Linked DNA regions of Mus musculus: region 2 is linked to region 1. Evidence: chromatin contacts called from public Hi-C data. All regions are on one chromosome and are shown on one strand. The core of a region is the stretch at or near the end of the contact, and the rest is flanking DNA. Distances in the headings are between cores, read along the strand shown. Region 1 holds the start of Hectd2os (Hectd2, opposite strand). Region 2 holds the start of Tnks2 (tankyrase, TRF1-interacting ankyrin-related ADP-ribose polymerase 2).

What was found. Hi-C and Micro-C count contacts between places; a contact is called where the count stands out from the background.
Region 2: a contact with region 1 is called in a Hi-C map of cardiomyocytes, with 1.7 times the contacts expected there. A contact is called at or near these places in 3 of 484 Hi-C or Micro-C datasets (cardiomyocytes, nephron progenitors and uterus), 2 of 130 datasets of targeted methods (heart atrium and pancreatic cancer cells) and 1 of 9 other capture datasets (liver).

What each region holds. Positions count from the first base shown.
Region 1 is chr19:36,685,509-36,691,716 of GRCm38.p6, reverse strand. It overlaps Hectd2os (Hectd2, opposite strand), which reads left to right and starts at 2,238. Exons shown (of 5, transcript NR_033510.1): 1 at 2,238-2,478; 2 at 6,050-6,190.
Region 2 is chr19:36,830,635-36,836,465 of GRCm38.p6, reverse strand. It overlaps Tnks2 (tankyrase, TRF1-interacting ankyrin-related ADP-ribose polymerase 2), which reads right to left and starts at 2,234. Exons shown (of 27, transcript NM_001163635.1): 1 at 1,730-2,234. The coding sequence starts at 1,928.

The DNA of each region.
Region 1 (6,208 bases), core at 989-3,488:
CTCTTGCACATGTTGTAAATACCTACCTGTTCTGTGCCAGGGCTTGGGGAATTGAACCAGGCTTCCTACCAGTTGCCTCCCCGTCTTTCTGCTCACTCTGATGGCATTCTCTTGAGGCTTCCATCTCCGACTTCCCCTGTTGGTTCTAACTAGTATATTTGTTTTGTTTTTATAACATTTTTTTAAAATCCTAAACCAGATGACATAGCTTTTTAACTTATTTTAAACTGTATTGACTTGAGTCATGGCTTTGGGTAATTTGATCTTGGCCCAGGCTCCCCTGTGGGACTGAGCCTTGCTGCCTAGGGGTTGGTGGTGACAGCTGGAAGGGCCCTTGCTTTCCTGTGATGTAATGAATCATGAGACTTATGTGTCCCAGCCTTACAGGTATATTTTTGTCAACCTTCTTGGAAACTGAAATTTGTGCACATATTTCTTTTTTTCTTTTTTCTTGGATGTTTTCTTTATTTACATTTCAAATGTTATCCCCTTTCCCGGTTTCCCTACCTCAAAGAAACCCCCTATCCCATCCTCCCTCCCCCTGCTTCTATGGGGGCGTTCCTCTATCCACCTACTCACTCCTACCTCCCCACCCTTGATTCCCCTACACTGGGGCATCTATTGAGCCTTCATAGGACCAAGGACCTCTCCTCTCATTGATGCACGACAAGGCCATTCTTTGCTACATATGCAGCTGGAGCCATGCGTACTCCTTGGTTGATGGCTTCCTACCTCAGGACCAGCCCTTCTCTGCTGAGTACTGTCTGTGAGGTTCTTTCTTCATGATCCTCCCAGAACTATAGTGATCAACTGAATAGCTTCATGCCCATTGCTTCTTTTAAGGGTATAGGAGAGTTGGAGAAGGCTTTGCACAAACCCAGAAGAAGTTGAAACATTAATTCTGCCTCTATGGGACCCAGCATGGATTAATTACTCTCTCTGGGCATTTCTAAAGACCCCTCACTGCAAGGTGGACTTGAATCACCTCCCCGCGGGTTGTTATAGGGAATAGGATTGTAGGAAAATGCTTGGACCACATCGGTTACAACCGCCATGCCCAGTGGAAGCAAGGGATGTGTTAGGGAACTGAGGTCACCTCTCTCCTGGCAATCAGAAGTGGTTTCCCTTTACTGTGTGGCTCCTCCCATTTTTTTGTACAGCACAGTGGGGGGGATGGTTCCTATTCTGACCTGTGGCTAGACCTGGGTGAGCCCTTGGTCTCTCAGCCACAGTTTTCTTGATTATAAGGTGAAAGTAACAATATTTACTGCTTATGATCTTGGGAGAAAGTAAGATTCAGTAATCAGGGCAGTGCCTGGCTCAAAATAATTACCTGCTATTGAGTACACCCCCCTTCTTTTCTCAGACCATATGTTCTGTGTAGGCAGAAATGTTTCCAGATGACCCGTGGCCCAGGGATGGGCCTGAAGCTGGGCCACAGCAGCTAGCAAAAGGAAAAACAAGTCCCCCTTCTTCTCCTGGTTCTCAGTGGATCTCATTTGAAGAGTATAACATTAAGGTTCCATAACAATTTAGAAGATAAACAATCCCAGAATAGGTTCCTACAGCATTAAATAGGGCAGTTTAAAAATGGGTCACTGTGGGGGAAACGCAAACAAACAAAAGCCTCGCCTGTGTTATACAACAGAGGCCCCTGGGGCTTTGTTTGCATGAGAAAGCAGCTCTGGAAAGGTGTACTAAGGATTTCAAACCAAAGGCAGGTAAGTTTGTAGCAAAAATAGTACATAAATCTGCTTATTAAAAAAATAACGTTCCTATAAAAGTTACCGTGGGACTCAGTTTCCCCTTTTCCAGAGTTTGAGAGCTGGGATGCATGCATGGGCCTCACAGGGTTGGATAAAATGTTCCAGGATTTTCATAAACACTGAGATGACACTGGCATTTTAAGCCAGAATAGACCTGGATCTGACTTGATTTAAAGGCATGGTTGGGTTTTCCCAAGTTTTTGTTTTAGTGTTATTTTTCCATCATGTATCAATGGACTTTATTTTGATCAAATCCACACTTTTTCTTTCCCACTAACCCACTAACTCTTTCAGGGTCCCTCTCCTATCCCTTTCCAGGGTAGAATATATGGATATAGATTGTATTTTTTCTCATTTCCCCTGCTGCCCTAGGCTGTCCTCCATCCTTCTGTCTTGTTGCTAATTATCTTGTCCCTCCATTACATCTCTCTCTCCTCCCCCTCACAAGTCACTGCAGCCTACAGCTATGGTCTCTTCCTCTTTGTGCATAGCTTCTGCTGGAATCTTTGCACTCACTCTGCCGGTGACATCGAATGCTATTATTATCTTCTGCGTGCTAGTGAATGAATTAACTCAGCAAGCTCTTCCTGACAGCTGTGATAGCGTGCCAAGCACTGCATTAGGGACTAGGGGTGGGGATGATGAAGGCAGGGGCTGCTCCTGTAGCTGAGATCTGGGGTTGACCTTCGGAGTCAGTGTGAGGAGGTCAGAGGTAAGCATGGCAAAGGGGTTCATGGGTCTGTGACAACAGGTTTCTACTCAGTGGGAGGGGAGGAATGGGTGGGAGGGTTAGGTCGGTTTCTGTGTGGAAGAAGTTGGACTGTTTCTTCAAAGGTTGCCTAGGAAGGGTGAGAGGTTGGGGGCACCAAGGAGATGGTGAGAAAAGCAGTGGACAGGCTAGTGAGAAAAAGCTTGGAGTTTGCTTCCATGTGGCTGAGATATATGGGAGACTGGGCTAGACAGACAGGGCGGAGCACAACCCAACAGAATAACACAACACAACATAACACAGCACAACTGCCAGTATGCCTTTCTCTTTCTGGGAGAAATTCTCTATCTGAATTGGGAACAGGTCCCAGGGTGGCTCATAGGAGGCCAGAAAGGGTACTTACTGACTCTTTTACTGAGAGAGTGACTTGAGGATGCCACAGCAAGAGAGTCTCTGCTTTTGAGATGACTATGGAAGACTAACTATGGCCAGATTAGTAATACCATGTGACACAGACAAGGTGTTGTGGGGCCCTTGGGAAAGAGCACTGACCCTATCTCAGGACCAGGGAAGGTTTCTTCGAGGTGATATAGGCTGATCAGCCATCCTGACTCTTGGAGTTTATACAGTGGAGGAGGAGGCAGAGGAGGAGGGAGGGAAGAGATGAGGGGGAGGAGGAGGAAGTGGAGGAGGGAGGCTGGGGAACTTGGAAGAACAGGGAAGAGTGAAGCCTAGCCAATGTGCAGAAAGATCTCCTGTGCTCCACCTCTCTGAGCTTCAGCCTTCCAGGCCCAAGAAACAAAGCTACAGACTTTGGGGATCCAAGGGACTTTGAAGTAGGCCAGAGAGCAGCCTGAAGAGAGATCTGGCTGGCTGTGTATAGGCCTCTGGTCTCTCTTGGAACATGGGCCTGTTTTGCAAACATAGCAACATGGGCCAAGTACGTGGGTTTTGGCACTAGTTGGGCTGACCCAGCTCACTAAGCAAATAGTGGGGGAGTTTCTTCCTTTTTCCTTTGTAAACTTCAATCTTCTCTGGGCGCATAATTTATAGAATTCCAGAGAACTCCATTTTTGGCTTTCTTCCCAAGAAGGAAAAGCGCCTCACATTTTCCACACACTCGTCCCAGTCCGCTGGCCTAGAGCCAAGACTTCTTGTTGAGGCTGAGAAAAAGATGGTTGCTGTTCAGGGTTAAGGTAGTCAGCGGGGGTGGGGTGGGGGTGGGGGAGCTATACTACTACTCCAGGGATAGCTGCGGTCATGTGACAGGTAAGTATTCTTCACAATAGTCCTGGAGTGGAGAATAGATGTATCAAGGTTCAGGGCAAGAGACTATGCAGACAGCGGAGATCTGCTAAGGACTGTGCAAGGAGTCTCCCTGACTCCCAACTCTCCATAGCTGCTTAATGTTCACCAAGCACTTTCTTGTCTCATTGGATGAGGTGAGAAACAATCTCTACCTCCTCCCGAGTGTACCAAAAGGGAAGAACACATAGGACCAAGATTCCGATTTAGCTGCTCAACTCCAGCTGAGTTGCTAGGTACACGGAACAACAACTTGAAATCAGCTGCCTTGAGATGGAAAGCTTCTAGGCCTTAGGTGGTGGCTTGATGGGGGTGCTTTCCCTGAGGGTTCCAGGGATGCTTTGGGTGAGCAGTGCCCACCATGCTTAGCCCTCCCTTGGCAGGATTGTGCCTGAAGAGTTATCAGAGTCTTGAGTCCCAGAGACTTGGCTGGGATTGTCACCTAGGTATTTTGACTGCCGCCTCAGCCTTTTAGGTTGTCCCCGTTACTCTAATGTGCCTGTCAGGCTAGTCCACCCTGTGCAGATGCTGCCAGGTATGTGAAGCTGCCCATGTATGCTGGGCTTTGAGATCTAGGCTGGCTGACAAATGGGTTGCCTGGAAGTCCAGTAGGGCAATCTTTAAATCCAGATCCCTGCCCGCTCCGTGTGAGCGAACAGCGTCTAGAAACTGCACAGTTGGTGAAACCTAAGCTTTCGAACATGAGACGTTCTCAGACGTCTGTTTCCTCTTATAGTCAGGGGAGAGCATCCAAATCCCACTCTATTTGTCATTGTCATTGCTGCCCTGAAGGGTCAGGATACACTGCTCTTGGCCTCCAGACACTTGGCTCTGAGCACCGATTAGCCTTAGGAGTGCTGAGCTCGGATGCATGCAGTAGGCACTCAATAATGTTTGTAGAGAAGGAGTCAAATTGTGTCCCATGACAGACAGGCCTAGGAAAGGCTCTATGTCATCACAGTACAAAACAGCACGTCCCCTCCTTGTGGGCCACTCAATGCCCCCACGTTACAGCCCTGACTATTTCCTCAACGAAAATTCTACACCCTTGTAACAAATTTCTTCTGCTATCTTCCTGGAGAATGGCGGCTGGCTCTTTCTCTTTGTCAGTTCTCAAACTGATGGCTACCTCTCAAAGGCCATTCTTGTCAAAAGTGGTTCCTCTTCACCCACGAAGGTCCTGTCTCATTCTCCACGCTCATCTTCATCACCAAAGTTACTCTCTGTTTTCTCCATGACTCCAGCATAAGCTCAATGGGTAGAGACCTTTCTCATCCCCTGTCACTGTGGATCCCAGTGACCGGCATATAAACACTAGGAGTTCAAGAGTTATTTGTTTATGGATGAAGGAAAAAAGATAATGGGATCTGATATCTCCTACTCACAGAAGATGAAGTGAAGCTCAGGGTTTAGAAGTCTGATGTAGATTTGCTTGGACCAGATCTCAAAGCTGTGAGCTCCCCCCCCCCCCCCACTAGCTTATTCTTCAACTTGGATGGGTCTCTGGAACGAACACAGAATCATGGCTTTCCTTACTAGTTTGGAACGAGGACCATATTGTCTCTGGAGAGTAACAGCTTGAAGGAACCCTTAGAAGCTAAAAGACCACTCACACACTTAGGCTGACAGTGGAAACACGCCAATGTATGTACACTGAATGATGATGAGTTGGGATGAACGAATGTACGGCAGTACAGAAGCATATGAAGTGACGTCAGACCACCAGGGACACGGGCGGACCGCTCATCACTGTTGGTGTGAGGGGAGGCTTCTCTTGAGATTCTGACGGGAGAACGAGGAGGCTCTTGAGGATTGCTGTGAAGCTCAGGGGCCTTCTCCAGTACCCGATCAGTAAGGGCTGGTTCTGTCACTCCCAGAAACTGGATCACTCTGGCTGAAGACTAATCTGCTTCCATGGCTCACTGACTCTCACTGCTTTTCTTATATTTATTCCACAGAAGATGACGGGCAATGAATCATACCAAGCCACAGATGAACCAGTGTGCTAGCTCCGGTAGAAGGTTACTCAGGGCAGTAAGAAGCTATTAATAATTATTAGCAGTCGGTGCTTCATCTAGTCCACACTACCTATGTTCCAATGTATGAAAGGTTTAGATGTATTACTTCAATTAGATAAGGCTGGAACTGTCTTTTTAAAAAACGGTATTTAATAAAGTTAACAAAGCAGACCTTCAATCGTATGCAAAGGAAACTATTTTTACTTCCATTTACAAATGAAAAATGCTAATGAAATTTTCTTCCTGTTTAGAATGACCGATTTGGGTTTTAGCCTACTAACTGATCACTGAGAGCAACCCCATGAACATGCTAAGCAGGATTAAATTTATCAGTGTTGGGACAGCTCTGTGGAGTAGCTGGAGCCATCCCTGCGTTTGCCGCCGGGGTTAGGGTAAGTGATGGTGTACTT
Region 2 (5,831 bases), core at 985-3,484, 140 kb before region 1:
CTTCTTAATTTTACAACCTACAACTGGCAATATAGGTGAATTTTGAGTGGTGAATTGCTCTCTATAATATTTAAATTCCCATTTCAATCTGGAGAAACAATATAAAATACATGTAAAATATTCCTTAATATGTTGAGGCAGGGGTAGGGTCTAATCTACCTCATTCAGAGGCCAGAACACTTGTCTGGCATGTGCAAGGTCTTATATTCCATCCGTGTGGGTGGGGGAGGGGCATACTGGAGCAGAGCTGAGGGTGGGATGGTGTGGGAGCAACAAGGTCACACCATAAGTCCCCAACCCGCACCTCAAAATACTACTATTTTCAGACATGAACTCACTAATACATTAAATTCTTGAAAGGTGGCAACTAAGATCGACCTTGGCTATTTTTATCAAGCGTACATAATCTAAGTAACATTACCCCTTTGGATTATCTAGCACTTGGTTGTGACCATTTGCCAAATAGGTTGGCTAAATGGTCAAGCAAGACAATTCAAACTAGCTGAAGCAAGGCAACACTGCTAACAGAGATTTGGCTTCATGCTCTCACTTCTCAGTGCCCACAGGCAAATTTCTCTTCTGCCCAATTGTGGTTTTCCCAAACTTTTCCCTTGCTCCCAAACCGGCAATCAATTAAGGAGGCATGATTTCTGACAGTACATACATTTTAAAATAGGGACAGGTCAAAGCAAACAGACCTACAATTGGAAGAACTGTAAAATCAATGCCTGTAAACAAACAAACAATAAATCTTTTTTTATACTCTTTTGTCTACCATTTTTGCCCCTAAGGAACACAAGAAACTAAAATTTTTTTTTAAATATAAAGAACTGCTAAACAATTCTGATGCACACTGTATCAAATGTTACCAGGCTAAGAGGATCTTATTTGATTATGAGGTTAAAAAGTTACAAACTGTCCTTAACATGAATAATCATTAAGTTGGTTCCCATCCCTGGCCTTTTCAAATAAATACCTCAACAAGCAAACTTCAACACGCTGGTACCACAAAGAGAACCCAGTAGTTAAAAGTAACTCCAAACTATCTACAATAAATCTCAGGATGACTCAAAATCCTAGATCCAAGCTCAAGTGCGTGTCCTATCTTGTCTCTCAGCTCACTTTCCATCCCGACTTGTGCGGGAGTAAGGCAGAGGCCACCCACACACAACCTAAGTAGATCTCAGGTCTCCCAAACATGCCCATTTCCGGTTTTAGTCTCTCCAGAAACCTAATCCAATTAACTCTAATGAGCCAATAGCTAATAAAATAACTCCTAAATTAAAATTTCAGTTTATGACGGCCGCTAGAACTTAAGGGGTTACTAAGAGTGTCGATGAAACTTGCAAACATGGGTCCATTTTTTGGAGATAATTACTCTTTCAAATCACAAGGTCTACTAAGCCTTTCTTGTGTGCAGAGGCCCTCCGGGGTAATAAGACCGGAAGTCGGGGCAGGTATTGTTGATACAGTAAAACAAAACAAAGCTTCCCCCCTCCCAGCACACAAACAAACAAACAAACAAACAAAAAACCCCATAACCTCAAAAACAACTTCCCGAGAGCACGCTCACCCCACCCTCATCACGAGCCCCGAGAGAGGAGGGCGGGCGGCCAGGGTGAGAGTCCTGGGGAAAGGTCGGAGACAGGGCAGCGCCGCGCGGCTTGCGGCCTGCAAGCCCGAGCCTGCAGGTGGGGCGTGCGGGAGGCGCCGCGGGGCCCGCGTTTACCTGCGGCGAAGTGGAGCGGGGTGGACTTCCTGCCCGCCGTGTCGCGGCTGTTCACCTTCTCGGGCGTCACCAGCCTCTTGACTCGCTCCACGTCCCCGTTGCGGCAAGCCTCGAACAGCTCGCGGGCGGACGGCTCCACGGCCTCGGCCCCGGCGCTCGCGCAGGCCGCGCCCCCGCCGGCGCAGCGGCGGCCAGACATGATCCGGGCCGCCGCCGCCGCCGCCAGCAGCAGCGCCAGCAAAGGCAGCAGGAGCCCGGGCCCCGCGAGCAGGAGGGCGAGGCCCCCCGCAGGAGACGCGCTCAGGGCCCGGGCCGCTCCGCTCCCCGCTGTCACCAGAGTCGGCACGGTCCCATGGCCGCGTCGCCGCGCGCCCCCGGCTCGGCTCCGTGAGCCCCGGCTGCCCCACCGCGGTGGAGGCAGCGCGAACCCGCTCGCCGAGCCCCGAAGCGACGCGACGGCGGAAGCGGCCGAGACCACTCCTGCCAGCTCGGTCGGGTCCTGGGAGCGCGCGTGACGTCGGCTCGCGCGTGCGCAGTGGCTGCTCTCCGGCCGGGCCAGTTTGGGCAAGCGGGGCCGCGCGGAGGGGTTTGTGGGAAATGTGCAGGGAGAGCCTTTGGCTGCGGAAAGAGAAGGGGCTTCGGCCCACCGCCATCTTTACAGAGCCTCTGCTAAAAACGAGAGGTCTTGCTGCCTTTTCTTTTATTAAAGCCTACACTTCTCGAGACGAGTTTCATTGCTCAGACACCGAAGACGAATCTTGGGAAGTTTTGTTCTGATTATGCATTTTCTTGTGCAAGTTTTAGCGTGAAAATCTCTGCAGTGTTGCTTCCGTACCTTCCCCCTGGGAGATTTCTCACCCCTTCCCCCTCCTGCCTTCTTTACAGTGTCTCTTCCCTTAACTCTCCGCATCTGCTTTTGTTTTTCTTATAAGCGTTTTCTCAGAAATGAATCCGTTACGCTTACTGAGAAGTTTGGATGAGCGGCCCCCAGATAAATCAAGAAAGCGAAGAAAGTTCATCTCAATTCTAAAGCAACAATTGGGGGGTGGGGTGGCTGTGATTAGCTCCGCTTCCCATAGTAAATTATTAGCTCAGCGCTGACGAGGATCTATACATAAATCAGCATTGCACCGGATGTGGTCGAGGTGCTGATACAAAGCATACACATCAAAGTTTTCCGAAGTTTCTCTCTCTCTCTCTCTGATCAAAGAATACAAGTGCACAATTCATTTTCGTGTTTATTGTGTTTTATTAAAAAAAAAAAAACAACAACAACAAGGATGTGTTTTGTAGAGCCAGGTCTGGTAAGGTGGGAAGGATTCCTGGGCAGGCCCATGCTGAAACATCCCTTTCTTACCCCTGAGGTACCAGCCATACGGGTGTAGTGTAGAATCGAGTTTATTTAGGGCATGGGAAGGGGAGTAGAGAAGAGAGTAGAGGCAGAGAAGGACAGAGGAAGAGAGAAAAAGAAGAGAGGCCGGCCAGGAACACGTGGAGAGAGACGGGGGAGGGGGGATGGGAGAGAGGGAGAAAGGGGTTAGGAGAAGAGTCTGAGAGAGAAGGGGGACAAACAGCCAGGCCTACCTGGCTGTTGCCAGGTAACTGTTGGGCGGAGCCTGGAAAGAATGTTAGCTGTGTTTAAGGTAGTAGTGACATCTTGTTTCAGGAACCCGAAAGAAAGGAATACAGAGATTTTGCTTGCAAGAAAGTGCTGACTTTTGGCACGCTGACAAGCATTTCCCCTGTGAATTACTTAACCTGTTTTTCAGGAAATCCAGTTTTTGTTAGGGAGCGTTGACTCACTTCTGTGGGAGAAAAGCAGGGACACTTCTTGAGCATTTTAGTAAATGTACCTTCTTATATGTTTATTCCATTATGTTCTTAGACTACTTAGTGTAAATTTAAATTGATCCCTATTACTAAATAACTATTCATGAATATACCTAAGGATTAGAACCTTACTACTATGATTGTCTCATTTTTCTTCATTTCATCGACTTGCCAAATATATTCCCAATTTTTATAATTTTTTATTTAGTGATTTCTGCTTATGTATTTCCTCCCAATATGTGTATCTAAACAACATCATACAGCATCACTTACTCACTGATCTATCTCCTCAACCCTAACTGTTTTTGTTTTTTTCTTTTTTTCTTTTTCGAGACAGGGTTTCTCTGTGTAGCCCTGGCTGTCCTGGAACTCACTCTGTAGACCAGGCTGGCCTTGAACTCAGAAATCTGTCTGCCTCTGCCTCCCAAGTGCTGGGATTAAAGGCGTACAACACCACAGCCCAGCCTAACTTGTTTTTAAAACACTTGATTACTAGAGAAATGAAGTTAACAAAGAAACCATATTAGGATGGCTGTTCTAAAAGCAAACAAACAGCAAACAACAAATGTTGGTGAGATGGACAAATTAGAATCGTTTTGGCACTCTTAATGTGATCATAAAATGTGTATTATTACAGGAAACACTTGGTAGTTCCTTACAAAACTAAACATTGGGACTGGAGAGATGGTCTAGTGGTTCAGGGCACTGTTTTACTTAGGACCTGAGTTCAATTCCCAGCAGCTACAAGGTGGTGCACAATCATATAGCACCAATCCTGGTATCTGTGGCCCTCAGCAGGCACAAACATGGTGCAGACAAAACACCCAACATAAAATTAATTAAAAATTAATTAATTAAAAATTTCAACATAAAGCTACCATCTTCTCTACTTCTGGGTAGATATAGTCAAATAGTTTGAAACCAGGATCTCAAATCGTTCTGCAATCGTGTTCATAATACAATCCTCACAAAAGCAAAGAGTTATAAACAATCCAATTGTTCCATGAATGGATGACTATGAAATGTGATGAATGCATATCAAGGAAGAACATTCAGGCTTCAGGAAAGAAGGAATCTTATCTTGTGCCCCAACATAGGTGATTACTGAGGGCATAATGTTAAGTAAGAGAAGCCAGCTTACAAAGACAAAACGGGTTCACTTGTATTCCTGCAGAGAGCTGCCTTAGCAAAACACCACAAAATAGATGTTTTAAATTCCTTTAAAAAAAAAAAAGTGGGGCGTGGTGGGGTGCACGCCTTTAATCCCAGCACTCGGGAGGCAGAGGCAGGTGGATTTCTGAGCTCGAGGCCAGCCTGGTCCACAAAGTGAGTTCTAGGACAGCCAGTGCTACACAGAGAAACCCTGTCTCGAAAAACCAAAAAAAAAAAAAAAAGAACAATATGAACTAACCAGTAGCTCGTGTCTCTAGCTGCTATGTAGCAGAAGATGGCCTAGTTGGCCATCATTGGGAAGAGAGGCCCCTTGGTCTTGCAAACTTTATATGCCCCAGGGCCAAGAAGTGAGAGTGGGAGGGTAGGAGAGCAGGGGGCGGGGGGTGGGGTGTGTATGGGGGGACTTTTTGGATAGCATTTGAAATGTAAATGAAGAAAATACCTAATAGAAAATTGGAAAAAAGAAAAAAGAAAAACGAAAAAAAAAAGTTAGATCAAGATGTTGGTTGGTGTTTTGGTTTCCTCAAAACCCTTTTCCTTGGCTTATAGATGGCTACCTCCTCACTGTACCTCACTCGATCTTTCCACTACATGCACATCTTGTTTCTTTAGTAAAATTAAGCTAGATAAGCTAGCTGGGAGATAGCCCAAGCTAAAGACCTAGGCTTTTTATAATTATTAATAAGTCATCTCTTACTCTTGCCTTCTTGCTCCCACTCTGTCCTCTCACCCCTTCCCCACCCCACGCCCTATTCCCCTCTCCCCTCTCTTTCCACGTGCTCATGATTGGCTGCTTCTTCTTCTTCTTCTTCTTCTTCCTCTTCTTCTTCTTCTTCTTCTTCCTCTTCCTCCTCCTCCCTCTTCTTCCTCTTCCTCTTCTTCTTCCTCTTTCTCTCTCTCTCTCTCCTCACATCCCCCCTTTCTCTGTGTCTACTACCTTCTCAACTCCCCTCCCATGCCCTGAATAAACTCTATTCTATACTTTAAAAAAAAAAAAATTGGGCTGGTGAGATGGCTCAGTGGGTAAGAGCACCCGACTGCTCTTCTGAAGGTCCAGAGTTCAAATCCCAGCAACCACATGGTGTCTCACAACCATCTG